2 separate regions of the Sus scrofa genome follow, and region 1 is linked to region 2. Evidence: chromatin contacts called from public Hi-C data. All regions are on one chromosome and are shown on one strand. Each heading gives the region's core, a stretch centred on a gene start, on an enhancer-like site or on the middle of the called end of the contact. The rest is flanking DNA. Distances are from core to core; before and after follow the strand shown.

Evidence for each region. A called contact is a pair of places that touch in the nucleus more often than the background predicts.
Region 1: a contact with region 2 is called in a Hi-C map of liver, with 5 times the contacts expected there. The contact joins the promoter of LOC100521972 here to the enhancer-like site in region 2. A contact is called at or near these places in 5 of 47 Hi-C or Micro-C datasets (blood, brain, embryonic fibroblasts and 2 more).

What each region holds. Positions count from the first base shown.
Region 1 is chr6:48,417,112-48,423,116 of Sscrofa11.1, reverse strand. LOC100521972 (zinc finger protein 546) reads right to left here and starts at 4,400. Exons shown (of 5, transcript XM_021094380.1): 1 at 4,295-4,400; 2 at 3,644-3,943. The coding sequence starts at 3,652.
Region 2 is chr6:48,341,602-48,347,270 of Sscrofa11.1, reverse strand. FCGBP (IgGFc-binding protein) reads left to right here. Exons shown (of 21, transcript XM_021094376.1): 13 at 755-1,328; 14 at 1,623-2,239; 15 at 2,645-3,188; 16 at 4,506-5,077; 17 at 5,432-5,669. Among named protein-coding and RNA genes, the nearest start is that of FBL, 18 kb to the right of the region's middle. Within about 2 kb of position 2,885, at least 45 of the 83 cell types and tissues checked have an H3K27ac peak or open chromatin away from gene starts, as enhancers often do. A contact at or near this core is called in liver, where this site is marked.

The DNA of each region.
Region 1 (6,005 bases), core at 3,151-5,650, 74 kb before region 2:
TTGTGTGGCACCATCCTTCACTGTGATCGGAGTAACTCCGGGCAACTTCAGCAACAGGGTCGCCTCAGGAAGGAAGTCTCAGGATAATAAGGATCACATGCATTCAAAACCACAAGACTTCGAGGAGGAGAGGCGTGAACTTACATGGGCCATGGTTCTGGAGCTGCAAGAACTTGTTAGTGCTCTTTGGGCTTCCTCCGCTGGAAAAGCTCAGAGTCCGGAGAGGCCAGGGCTGAGAGAGGAACACGAGGCTTTGAGACCATGCGGGTCTCAAATCTCTAAAGGACTTGAGTTACTACCATCCTGTTTTGCCTTCTTCCTACTTTCATCTCCACATATGGTGCCCCACATGCAAATCAAGAGAGACACGAGGGAGCGTGGGTGAAGCCAAACCCTCTCTGTGCCACAGTGAACCACCTGCACAAGTGCAGATATCGAGCAGCGGCCTCCTGTTTGAGGCCAGACGCGCACCCTGCAGAAGGGTCTCTAGCCCGCCTCAACTTCTGCAGCAGTACCACTCGTCTCCCTTTGAATCTAACATTATTAGAATAGGAAGTTGTGCTATCCAAAATGATCGCCACCTAGGGGTGTTTAAATCAAAGTTTAAATTAAGTAAAATTAAATGAATGTAAAAGTTCTGTTACTCAGGTGCACCAGCCACATTTCAGGTGCTCAACAGCCTCATGTGGAGGCTGCAAATGGAGAATGCAAATATAATGGAGAATGCAAACATAAATTATATCCGTCACCAAAGAGCGTTCTGCTGGACAGAGGTGGTATGACGCATACAGCATAAAATCCCCTTCTCACCACAGAGTTCCCCTGGATGCAGAATAATTTGATCAAAACCTGACAGAGTTAGCTAGAGAAAGAATATCTCCTTCCTATGAATTCCCAAGGCATGTGACCTGAATTTCCCTAGTAGCTTTTACTGCCTCTTCTCTCATGCTTATTCAGTCCATTCTGACTTTATATCATTTGCTGTATTACAGGAGACTTACGGGAGTAACTGTGTTTTCAGGGCTTGTAAATTACTATCATTAGATTCAGCATAGTTTGAGCCTGTGTGACTGAGACTTGACTAATATTCCATTTTAGGCAGATTTTCTTAGGAAATGGCCAAAAAGCAAACTAAGATACATGCAGAAGATGTTTATCACATGACAACTTAGAATAACCAACTGTTAATAATATAAATGGCTATAGGAGTCGCCAAGTTAAATTAAGGTCAGTTATGATGGCATACTAAGGCCTCATTAATACTGATGACATTGGTCCATATTTATAGCCGAAGAAAGACATTCCTAAGGAATGACTGACTGATACAGGCAAATTAAAGATGTAAAATTATGGGAGGAATGATAATGTAATTAATAACACAGACTCTGCTGTCAGATTTCCAAAATGTGAATTCTAGTCTAACAGCTACCAACTTCTCAGTTTATTGGTAAACAGGATAAGAAAATCACTGTGTCCTACAGTTGTCATGAAGATTGGGATGTTACATAGACACCATTTAATGACATTATAATTACGAAATAAAAGTTAGTATTATTATGTAACGTACTTCATTCTACTGTTATTAGATGAAATTCTTTGCTACTTTTTTTTTGCTTTTGGGGGCCATTCCTGCAGCACATGGAGGTTCCCAGGCTAGGGGTTGAATTGGAGCTGCAGCTGCCGCCACAGCCACAGCAATGCAGGATCTAAGCTGCGTCTTCGACCCACACCAAAGCTCACTGCAATGCAGGATCCTTAACCCACTGAGTGAGACCAGGGATCAGCCCGCATCCTCATGGATACATCCACTCAGCCACAATGGGAACTCCCTACTTTCTTTTTTCATAGTAAAATTTGAGTCTCATGCCCACTCTTTTTTATAATGACATTGCACATATTTTAAAGCCAAGGCTTGGATGTGAAATTAGTTTTAACTAACGATACTAACAAACAGATTTTCAGAAATCTAACCAAGAAATCTCTCCTTGTATTTGCAGCTATAAAGAGGAGACACATTCTTTGACATAAACCTAAGAAAAAGAATGTAATAAGACATTAAATGCAGTACCGGAGGTTCAGTCTTTTCCTTCTGTCTTATGTAAAGATTCACATGAATATTTATAGTTATTACATCTTATTTTGTTTCCTACTATTATAAATCTGTCTTCCAAAATGTTATTTGCATTAAAAGATTCTTGGACAGGAAAAGTGATTGCCATGTCCTGTGAAAACAAACTTAAAAATCTAAAAAAAAGTATCCTGAAGGGCTACCTTATTTGATAAATTGTGCTATCTGAATTGCTCTTAATTAATTTAGGTAACACTAAACTGTGGGAATTTGGTGCTGTAAGTACTTGGAAAGTTTATCACTCTAGAGGGGGTCACTGGCACTTTCCTCTTCTTCCATATTCATGGAGGTAAAAGAAACCTATGGTTTGGATTCATAGAGTTAACGTTTTCTAATGGGAGTTGAGTCTATGTCCTTTGAGTGCTCAAGTAGAACAGTTTCTATTCTGCACACAAACACATACACACCACACATATACAGGTGCAGAAAAATGTGCTAAAATAAACCTCCCCAAATATTACTGGTGATGCTATTTTAACTTTCTTTTTTATAAGTCCCTCATGACCTTCTTAGCACAGTGGGCAGTGCATCAATCTCATATAAGTCTCTCATGTAATATAACTGAATAACTGATTGTTTTTTTCAAAAAGCAAGCATTAATTCCATAATCTTATGTATACAATCTATACCCAATTTTTTTTTAAATCTTAGAAGCAATTCTGTTTGACATGTGTGGGAATAGTAAGGGAATCAGTGTGACCATTTTAAATAAAGCCTACCAATTCTTGAACATTCTTCATTACAATAAGATCTTTTTACTGACAAGTTCTTCCCTGAATGGACATGTCAGGTGAGGGGAGTGTGTAGACTAAATAAGAAAATATGGGCAAAACAGAACAGGTTTTGGTTCTCTTTCTCCACTGAATAATCTATTGAAATACTGCTTTGGGAGTTTCCGCTGTGGTGCAGTGGGTTAAGAATCAAACTGCAGCAACTCGGGTCGCTGCGTTGGCGCACAGGTTCCCTCCTCAGCCCAGCACAGTGAGTTAAGGGATCCTGCATTGCCAGAGGTGTGGCAGTGGTGCCAGTTGCAGCTGGGATTCAGTCCCTGGCCCAGGAACTTCCATATGCTGTGGGATCGGCCACAAAAAATATATATATCACTGGATATAACCCTTGTAAAATGTCTCTGAATCTCAATAATAATAAATGGCACTCATAAAATTTGAGCATTATTGTTCATCACAATGACTATTTCTTTACTCATATTGTTCATTTTTCTTTTGACAACCTTTCTTTCTTCTTTTTTCTTTTTTAAGAGCACACCCATGGCACTGGACACTTCAGAAAAAAATGCAAATATTTCCATGTACTAAAAGCAAAAATGCATTTATGAACAAAGAGGAAGTAGAAACTCACCTGATCTGTACTTTCAATGTGCAACAATTTTCCCTTTCTCCCCAGGATCCCCTTGTGAAGAATGGCAGAACTGGATAAGAAGGAAATCGGGAGACACCAGGCCTTTCTTAGAGCTGAGACAGAGAAGGGACCCTCTAGGGCCACATCAGCACTCACCTCACACATACGGACCGGATGGGAGAAGGAGGCTGGAACTTGTCTTTGAAATCACAGCAGCTTCCTAGAATCCGAGGTATGGGAATGCTGCGGTTCCTGAAAAATGTAGCAGCAACCGCAGCGCCTGAAGTAGGAACGCTTCCCATCATTTCATCCCAGGAATCTGTCTCCGAGACAATTCTAGCTTCAATAGCCCCATCCTTTGTCCAGGACTGTGCCTTCTTGCTGGGAAACTTCCTCCTAGGGCCTTCATCTTATTGGACTTTCCTCTTGAGGACAGCTCTGTGCCGACACCCAGGGCTGTGAGGGGAGGGTGGGGAAAGCAGCAGGAGTGTGGGTCCGTGACGCTCACCACTGAGGCAAGCACCAGTATCAGACTGACAACCGCGCACGCCGACAGGAGCCCCGATTCGGTCCTGCTAAGTGTGGGTGTGCAGGCGCGCGCAAACACACACACGCACTACACACAGCCTATCACACTCAGACACACGATCCTCCTCTGCTCCTCCAGCCCCCACAGGCCCGAGGCTGCAAACACAATGGGCCCGGGGCTCCACACTTTGGGGGCAGCTCCACTCCCACCCCTACCCCAGGTGAGTCCCGCTCCGCCTCGCCTGGCTCCCACTTCTCCCCAGGATTCCATTAACTCACCTGCGGTGGCTGAGCCACCCAGAACGCCCGGTTGAGGGCCCTCAGGGTCCAAGTTTACGCCTCCCCTGGGGCTTCTGGGAAATGTAGTCCACAGCCGGAAGGCGATGTGCTCGGGCTTTGAGTGCGCAGGCGTATGTGCGCCGCGCGGATCTGGCGTCTCTGGTCGCCCCGCGGAGACCGCTGACCAGCGTTGTAAGCCGAGCGACCTCCCGACGGGAGCGGTCCGGCAGGTGCGAGCCTCTCGGGACCCTCAGAGTGCTGCGCCGCCGAGTGCAGCCGTGGGTGCAGCCCTGAGGCCAAGCGCGTAGGGACGGATTCTGTCGGTTTCTTCCCTGAGGTAGTCTGGGCGCCTGGTGCACAGGTGTGTGGCCCATCGTACCTGGCTTCGTGAGCCTGTGTGTGTGTGTGTGTGCCCCGCTGTGAGGGCTTCGGCACCTACTGCGCGTCTGGCTGAGAGTGAGCTGTGTCCCTGCATGTAACTCTTTGGGGAAGGGACGGTGTGCGCCTGAAGCGGCATTCGAGGGTGATTCGTACCTGAGCATGGCGGGGAGTGGCGCGGCGGGGACTGTGGGCGTGCGGGGCTGTGACCGGGTGATGTGTGTGTGTGTGTGTGTGTGTGTGTGTGTGTGTGTGTGTGAGGGGCTGGGTGTGCGGGGCGCTGTGTGACTGCGGCAGTTGAGTGGCGGGTGCAAGCGGGGCTATGTGAAACGTGGGTGTGTGATCTACATATGTGCTGACTGGGTGTGTGTGACCGTGTGCAGCCACAGACAGATTATAAAGACAATATGTTGCATCTTCTTGCAGCATCAGCTGTTATTTCAAGATTTGGAGCAAAGATTTGCGATTTATCTGTCGAATAATTTTGCCTTTTTGTATAGAATCACATGAAGTTTTTTCATAGACAAAAACACAAACTGTGGGAACTTCTACAAATTTTTAAAAATTATTATCTTTTCATCATAGCCAGTTTACAGTGTTCTGTCAATTTTCTACTGTACACCGAGGTGACCCAGTCACACGTACATATATACATCCCGTTTCTCACATTTTCATGCTCCATCATAACATGGGAACTTTTTTAAAATTTGAGGGAATTCTTTCTACCCTTCTGTGCTGTTAGGAGTGTCTGGCAGATAAATTTGAGAATCTCAGACTGAGGAGATAGCTTTATGCCTAGAAAGGCACTGTGCCATAGAATCATGAGTGGGCAGTTAGAGTCTGATGCTAACACATTTGTCCCTTTCTCTTCCCTTCCCTTTGTGAGCAGTTCAGCCCTAAAGCCATAGGATGGGCTTTAGAGCGGGTCTTGGCGCCAGAGCAGGGTGAGGAGGGTGTTGAGGCAGGGAGTAGCTAGGTGCTGACTGAAGGGCTTATTAGGGGTAATGCAAATGGTTACACCCTCTGGTATGGGAGTGTTAACCTGAGCAGCAGCATAAGGAGGGCATCCACACTGGAGGAATGCCCTACAGGGGACTTCAGAGCTCAGGCTGGGTGAGGAAGGCTGTGGCTACCTGTGGAGCCCAAGTGGGGGTGTTGGAGACGCTGATATTGGTTGAATAGGAGAGTGGATGTCAGAACCCAAGTGGTATGGGGAGAGCATCTGTGTGGGAAAGGCCATTGCAGCAGTGATAGGAGTTTGTTACATGTGATGGAGGCTGGGATGGGGGTGCTGATCAAAAAGTAAAAATATCAAGTGCAATGGGAGCAGCCA
Region 2 (5,669 bases), core at 1,636-4,135:
TGAAATAGGGGCCCACAGTGAGGTAACGCATGTGAGGGGCTCCACCAAGGCTCTTATCCCAGTAAGCACCCCTGAGTGTTTGCGAGGAAACCGATGAGAGGCCCAGAGCCTCAACATGGAGAGAAATTCAGGAAGACCGAGAGGGAGAGCTGAGCCACGCTTTCCACCCAGGGTCGTACAGTAGTGCACCTCGATGGCCGCTCACAGGGAGAGAATGAGGTTTGGGACAGGGTAGGCACTCAATACATGACGGCGAGTGAGCGGAGGAGACGCCCAGACACACAGAGATGCCCAGGAAGTGAGGAGAGAGGGAGGCAGGGAGGGAGACACAGAGAAAGACCACCCACACCCACACGCAGGTGCAGGGCCAGAGACCGCGCGACAAGAGACAGAGACAGAGCATGGAGGGGGACCAGACAGCGAGATATGCAGAGTGAGAGGAACTCAGAGAGAGAGACTAGGGAGAAAGAGGTCTAGAGGTAGAAAGAAAGAGAGAGAGGGAGGGAGGGAGGAGGAAGATGGAGATCAAAAGAGAAACCCAGAGAAAGTAGCAGAGTAGGCTTTCAGTCTCCAGGCCCTTAACTAGAAGGTATGTTGTAATGTTTGTCAAATGACTGTGTGACCGTCAGCCATGGGGATGGCCTTGCAGCTCCCAGCCAGGGCAGGATGAGGGAGGGAGACTGGGGGCCGGGGCTGGGCCTCCGCCTCTCCAGTGACCAGTGGTGTTTGCCTCCCCCCCTCCCCCCGCAACCAGGTGAATGGTGTGCTGACCGCATTGCCTGTCTCTGAGGCTGGTGGGCGGCTTTCAGTGACCCACGGTGCGTCCAAAGCCGTGCTGGCCACCGACTTTGGGCTGCAGGTCAGCTATGACTGGGATTGGCGAGTGGAGGTGACGCTGCCCAGCAGCTATCATGGTGCTGTGTGCGGGCTCTGCGGGAACATGGACCGCAACCCCAGCAATGACCAAGCCTTCCCTAACGGCACCCTGGCTCCCTCCATACCCATCTGGGGCGGCAGCTGGCGGGTCCCAGGCTGGGACCCCCTGTGCTGGGACGAATGTCAGGGGTCCTGCCCGACATGCTCCGAGGACAATCTGGAGAAGTACGAGGGCCCCAGCTTCTGTGGACCCCTGGTCCCTGGCACCGGAGGCCCCTTCGCCGACTGCCATGCCCAGGTGGCCCCCGAGAGCTTCTTCAAGGGCTGCGTTCTGGATGTCTGCCTGGGCGGTGGGGCCCAGGACATACTGTGCCAGGCTCTGGCTGCCTATGCTGCTGCCTGCCAGGCTGCTGGGGTCGTCATTAAGGACTGGAGGACACAGGCTGGCTGTGGTGAGTGCTGGGGGAGCAGAGCAGGAACTGGGGCCCGGGGTCCTGTCTCTTCAGAGCTGGTTTAGTTTCACTCCAATCCTTCTGGGTCTTTTTGGTTTTGGTTTTATTTTGTTTTCTGTTTTTGCTTTTGTTTCTCAGTCTCTTGGCACTTATCTCTGTGTCTCCCTTTGGTTGCCTCTGTTTCTCATGCTCTGTTTCTGTTTGGGTCTTGGTCTCTGCCTCTGACTATCCTGGCCTCAGATGCCACCTCCTGACACAATTCTCTGTCCCTCTGGCTCTTTCATCTGCCCACAGAGATGTCCTGCCCAGACAACAGCCACTACGAGCTCTGTGGCCCACCCTGCCCGGCCAGCTGCCCATCTCCTGCGCCTCCCACCACCCCAGCCCCATGTGAGGGCCCCTGCGCCGAGGGCTGCCAGTGCAACTCTGGCTTCGTGTGGAGTGCCAGTCACTGCGTTCCCCTGGATGGAGGCTGCGGCTGCTGGGCCAACGGCACCTACCACGAGGCAGGCAGCGAGTTTTGGGCTGATGCCACCTGCTCCCAGCGGTGCCAGTGTGGGCCTGGGGGCGGCTCTCTGGTCTGCAAGCCTGCCAGCTGCGGGCTAGGTGAAGAGTGTGCCCTGCTGCCCTCAGGCCAGCATGGCTGCCACCCTATCAGCACAGTTGAGTGTCAGGCCTGGGGTGACCCCCATTACATCACCCTGGATGGGCACCGATTCGACTTCCAAGGCTCTTGCGAGTACTTGCTGAGCGCGCCCTGCCAAGGACCACCTGCAGGGGTTGAGAACTTCAACGTCACTGTAGAAAATGAGCACCGGGGCAGCCAGGCTGTCAGTTACACCCGCACTGTCACCCTGCACATCTACGGCCACAGCTTCACCCTCAGTGCCCGCTGGCCCCGGCAGCTGCAGGTGAGGGGCTGGTGGGTCAGATAAGAGCACGTGCCAGCCCTGGGGGTTGTGGGGGACAGGTGGGGTCAGCCAGTACTCTGATTGCCTTTCACAGGCTAACGGGGCAGGTGGAGGTATCCAGAGTCTAGGCTTTGGAACTGGATGGCTTGGAGTAGTGGTTTCCCCATCGGAGCCTTAGTGTATTCCTCTGTAAAATGGGTCTAGGAAAAGTATCTGCTTCAGAGAGAGGTGTAAGGAGCCAGTGACATCGTGTCTGGCTTATTATTATTATTACGGCTATTATCATTATTACAAAGTGGTGGAGATCACACACTCAGGGTTCCACCCCCTAGTAGACAGTGGAGTCAGGATTCGCGCCTGTGCCTGCAACGTTCTCTACGTCTCCCCCTCACCCCGCGCCCGCAGGTGGACGGCAAGCTGGTGGCGCTGCCCTTCCAGCTGGACACACGTCTGCACTCGTATGTGAGCGGCCCCGACGTGGTGGTGACCACCACCTCCGGGATCTCTCTGGCTTTTGACGGAGACAGCAACGTGCGCCTGCGCGTGCCGGCGGCGTACGCGGGCGCCCTTTGTGGCCTGTGCGGGAACTACAACCAGGATCCCAAAGACGACCTGAACGCGGTGGGCGGGAACCCAGCTGGCTGGCAGGTGGGCGGTGCGGAGGGCTGCGGGGAGTGCGTGCCCGGGCCCTGCCCGGAGCCTTGCACGCCGGAGCAGCAGGAGCCCTTCGGCGGCCCCGACGCCTGCGGCGTGATCTCCGCCCCTGACGGCCCGCTGAGTCCCTGCCACAGCCTCGTGCCGCCCGCGCAGTACTTCCAGGCCTGCCTGCTGGACGCCTGCCAGGCTCAGGGCCATCCGGGAGGCCTCTGCCCTGCCGTGGCCGCCTATGTGGCCGCCTGCCAGGCCGCTGGGGCCCAGCTCGACGAGTGGAGGCGGCCAGACTTCTGTCGTGAGTACACTGGGTCACATACCCGGACTCTCCCCACCTACCTACCGCTCTAAGACAAGAACCTTCTCCTCAGTGGGGCTTAGGCACCATCCTGCCTCTCCTGAGCCCAGATACCTCCTGTTAAACACCTTGGCATTCACACACGGAAATACACCAGGTCACATACTGCAGTGGGAGCCGCTGGGATATACCTGGTCAGAAACCCTGGGTCCGGTACACTCTCGGGATTCATGCGCTCAGATAGACTGGGGAGGTTGATCCTGTCCAAGCTGCACAGTGAGATACACCTGGTCAAGTGGATTCTCTCAGCTACCCCTGGTCAGAGAGACCTAGGGGGTTACACCTGGTCAGACGCCCCCTAGACTGTTTCAAACAAGGAAATACACAGCATCAGATGGAATTGGCTCCCTAACCTCAGAGAGGGACCCCTCTCGTTAGAGACACTTGGTCATCCTGAGACACACTTAGGTGGCTATACCCAGGTAGAGTCATGACCTTGCCATAGCCTCAGGCAGATACAGATTCTTGATCTCCTGGCCGTTCCCTCAGGCAGATCTCTTGGTCAGATTTTTCCTGTCGGCTTCAATCACATACATGTGGTCAGAGTCACACCCTGACACAGACCATCAGAGAGACCGTCAGAGGCTCCAGGTTAGACATTCAGAGCCAGGCATCCCTTGGTGGCTTCATACCCTGAGATACATCTGGCCCCACACCCCAGCCAGATTCCCACCCTGAGGAATCACAGTTGGTTGCTTTTTTTTTTCCCCCTGCTTTTTGCTTTTTAAGGCTGCACCCCGGCATATGGAGGTTCCCAGGCTAGGGGCCCAGTCAGAGCTGCAGCTGCCGGCCTACACCACAGCCACAGCAACTCAGGATCCAAGCCACATCTCCGACCTACACCACAGCTCATGGCAATGCCGGATCCTTAACCCACTTTGTGAGGCCAGGGATCAACCCGCATCCTCATGGATACTAGGGTTCATTACCGCTGAGCCCACAATGGGAACTCCTCACAGCTGGTTCTATTTATGCTCATCTTGGTCAGATACATGTGGTTAAATTCACCCAGTCAGATTGACTTGATCTTTAGACATAACTGATCTGGTTGAAACACCCACCACCTGCTGAGAGAGACCTGGTCCCCAGATCCCCACACCAAATCCCCCAGTTAGATGTACTGGATCAGACACCCAGCTCAGATCCCTGGACAGATTCACTCACCGTCTATCCTCAGAACAGATTCCCCTGGGTCTGGGTCTCCCGCCCCCCTCCCTCAGGGCTTCCAGCTCATTCCTCCCCTCTTGGCCCCCGCAGCCCTCCAGTGCCCCGCCCACAGCCACTACAAGCTCTGCGGTGACTCCTGCCCTGTGAGCTGCCCGAGCCTCTCAGCGCCTGAGGGCTGTGAGCCCACCTGCCGTGAGGGCTGCGTCTGCGATGCCGGCTTCGTGCTCAGTGGAGACACCTGCGTGCCTGTGGGTCAGTGTGGCTGCCTCCACGAGGGCCGCTACTACCCACTGGGCGAGGCCTTCTACCCAGGCCCTGAGTGTGGGCGGCGCTGTGAGTGTGGGCCGGGCGGCCAAGTCACCTGCCAGGAAGGCGCGGCCTGTAGGCCCTATGAAGAGTGCCGGTTACAGGATGGTGTCCAGGCCTGTTACCCCATAGGCTGTGGCCGCTGCCTGGCCAACGGGGGCACCCACTACATCACCCTTGACGGGCGTGTCTATGACCTGCATGGCTCCTGCTCATACATCTTGGCCCAGGTCTGCCACCCGCAGCCTGGGGACGAAGACTTTGCCATTGTGCTTGAGAAGAACGCGGCTGGAGATCCCCAGCGGCTGGTGGTCACTGTGGCTGACCAGGTGGTGAGCCTGGCTCCGGGGCCACAGGTAAGTGGACATGGCCTTGCCCTGGGGGTCAGAAGCCAACGTGGCCCCATCCTGGGGGGCTCTGAGGGGGAGAGGACCCACCCTGTGGGTTTTGAGAGAGATACAACCCCACCCCAAGGGGACTGAGGGGGGCACAGATCTGTCCTGGGGTCCTGAAGGGGACCTGACCCCAGCCTTGAGAGAGGCACAGCCCTGGCCTGGGGTCTCTGAAGGGGACAGGGCCCTGCCCTGGGAAATCTCTGGGAGCCGTGGCCCCACCTTAGTGGGGCCGAAAGACAGCTCCCCCCCTGGGATTCTGAGGGACCCACCTTACCTGTGGTTCTGAGTCCCTGACCCACCTGAACCTTCATGCAGGTCACTGTGGACGGCGAGGCCGTAGCCCTGCCTGTGGCTGTGGGACACGTGCGAGTGACCGCCGAGGGCCGGAATGTGATTCTGCAGACGACCAAGGATCTGCGGCTTCTCTTCGACGGCGATGCCCACATCCTCATCTCCATCCCCAGCCCCTTCCATGGCCGGGTCTGTGGCCTCTGTGGGAACTTCAATGGCAACTGGAGCGACGACTTCGTCCTGCCCAGTGGCGCCGTGGCCC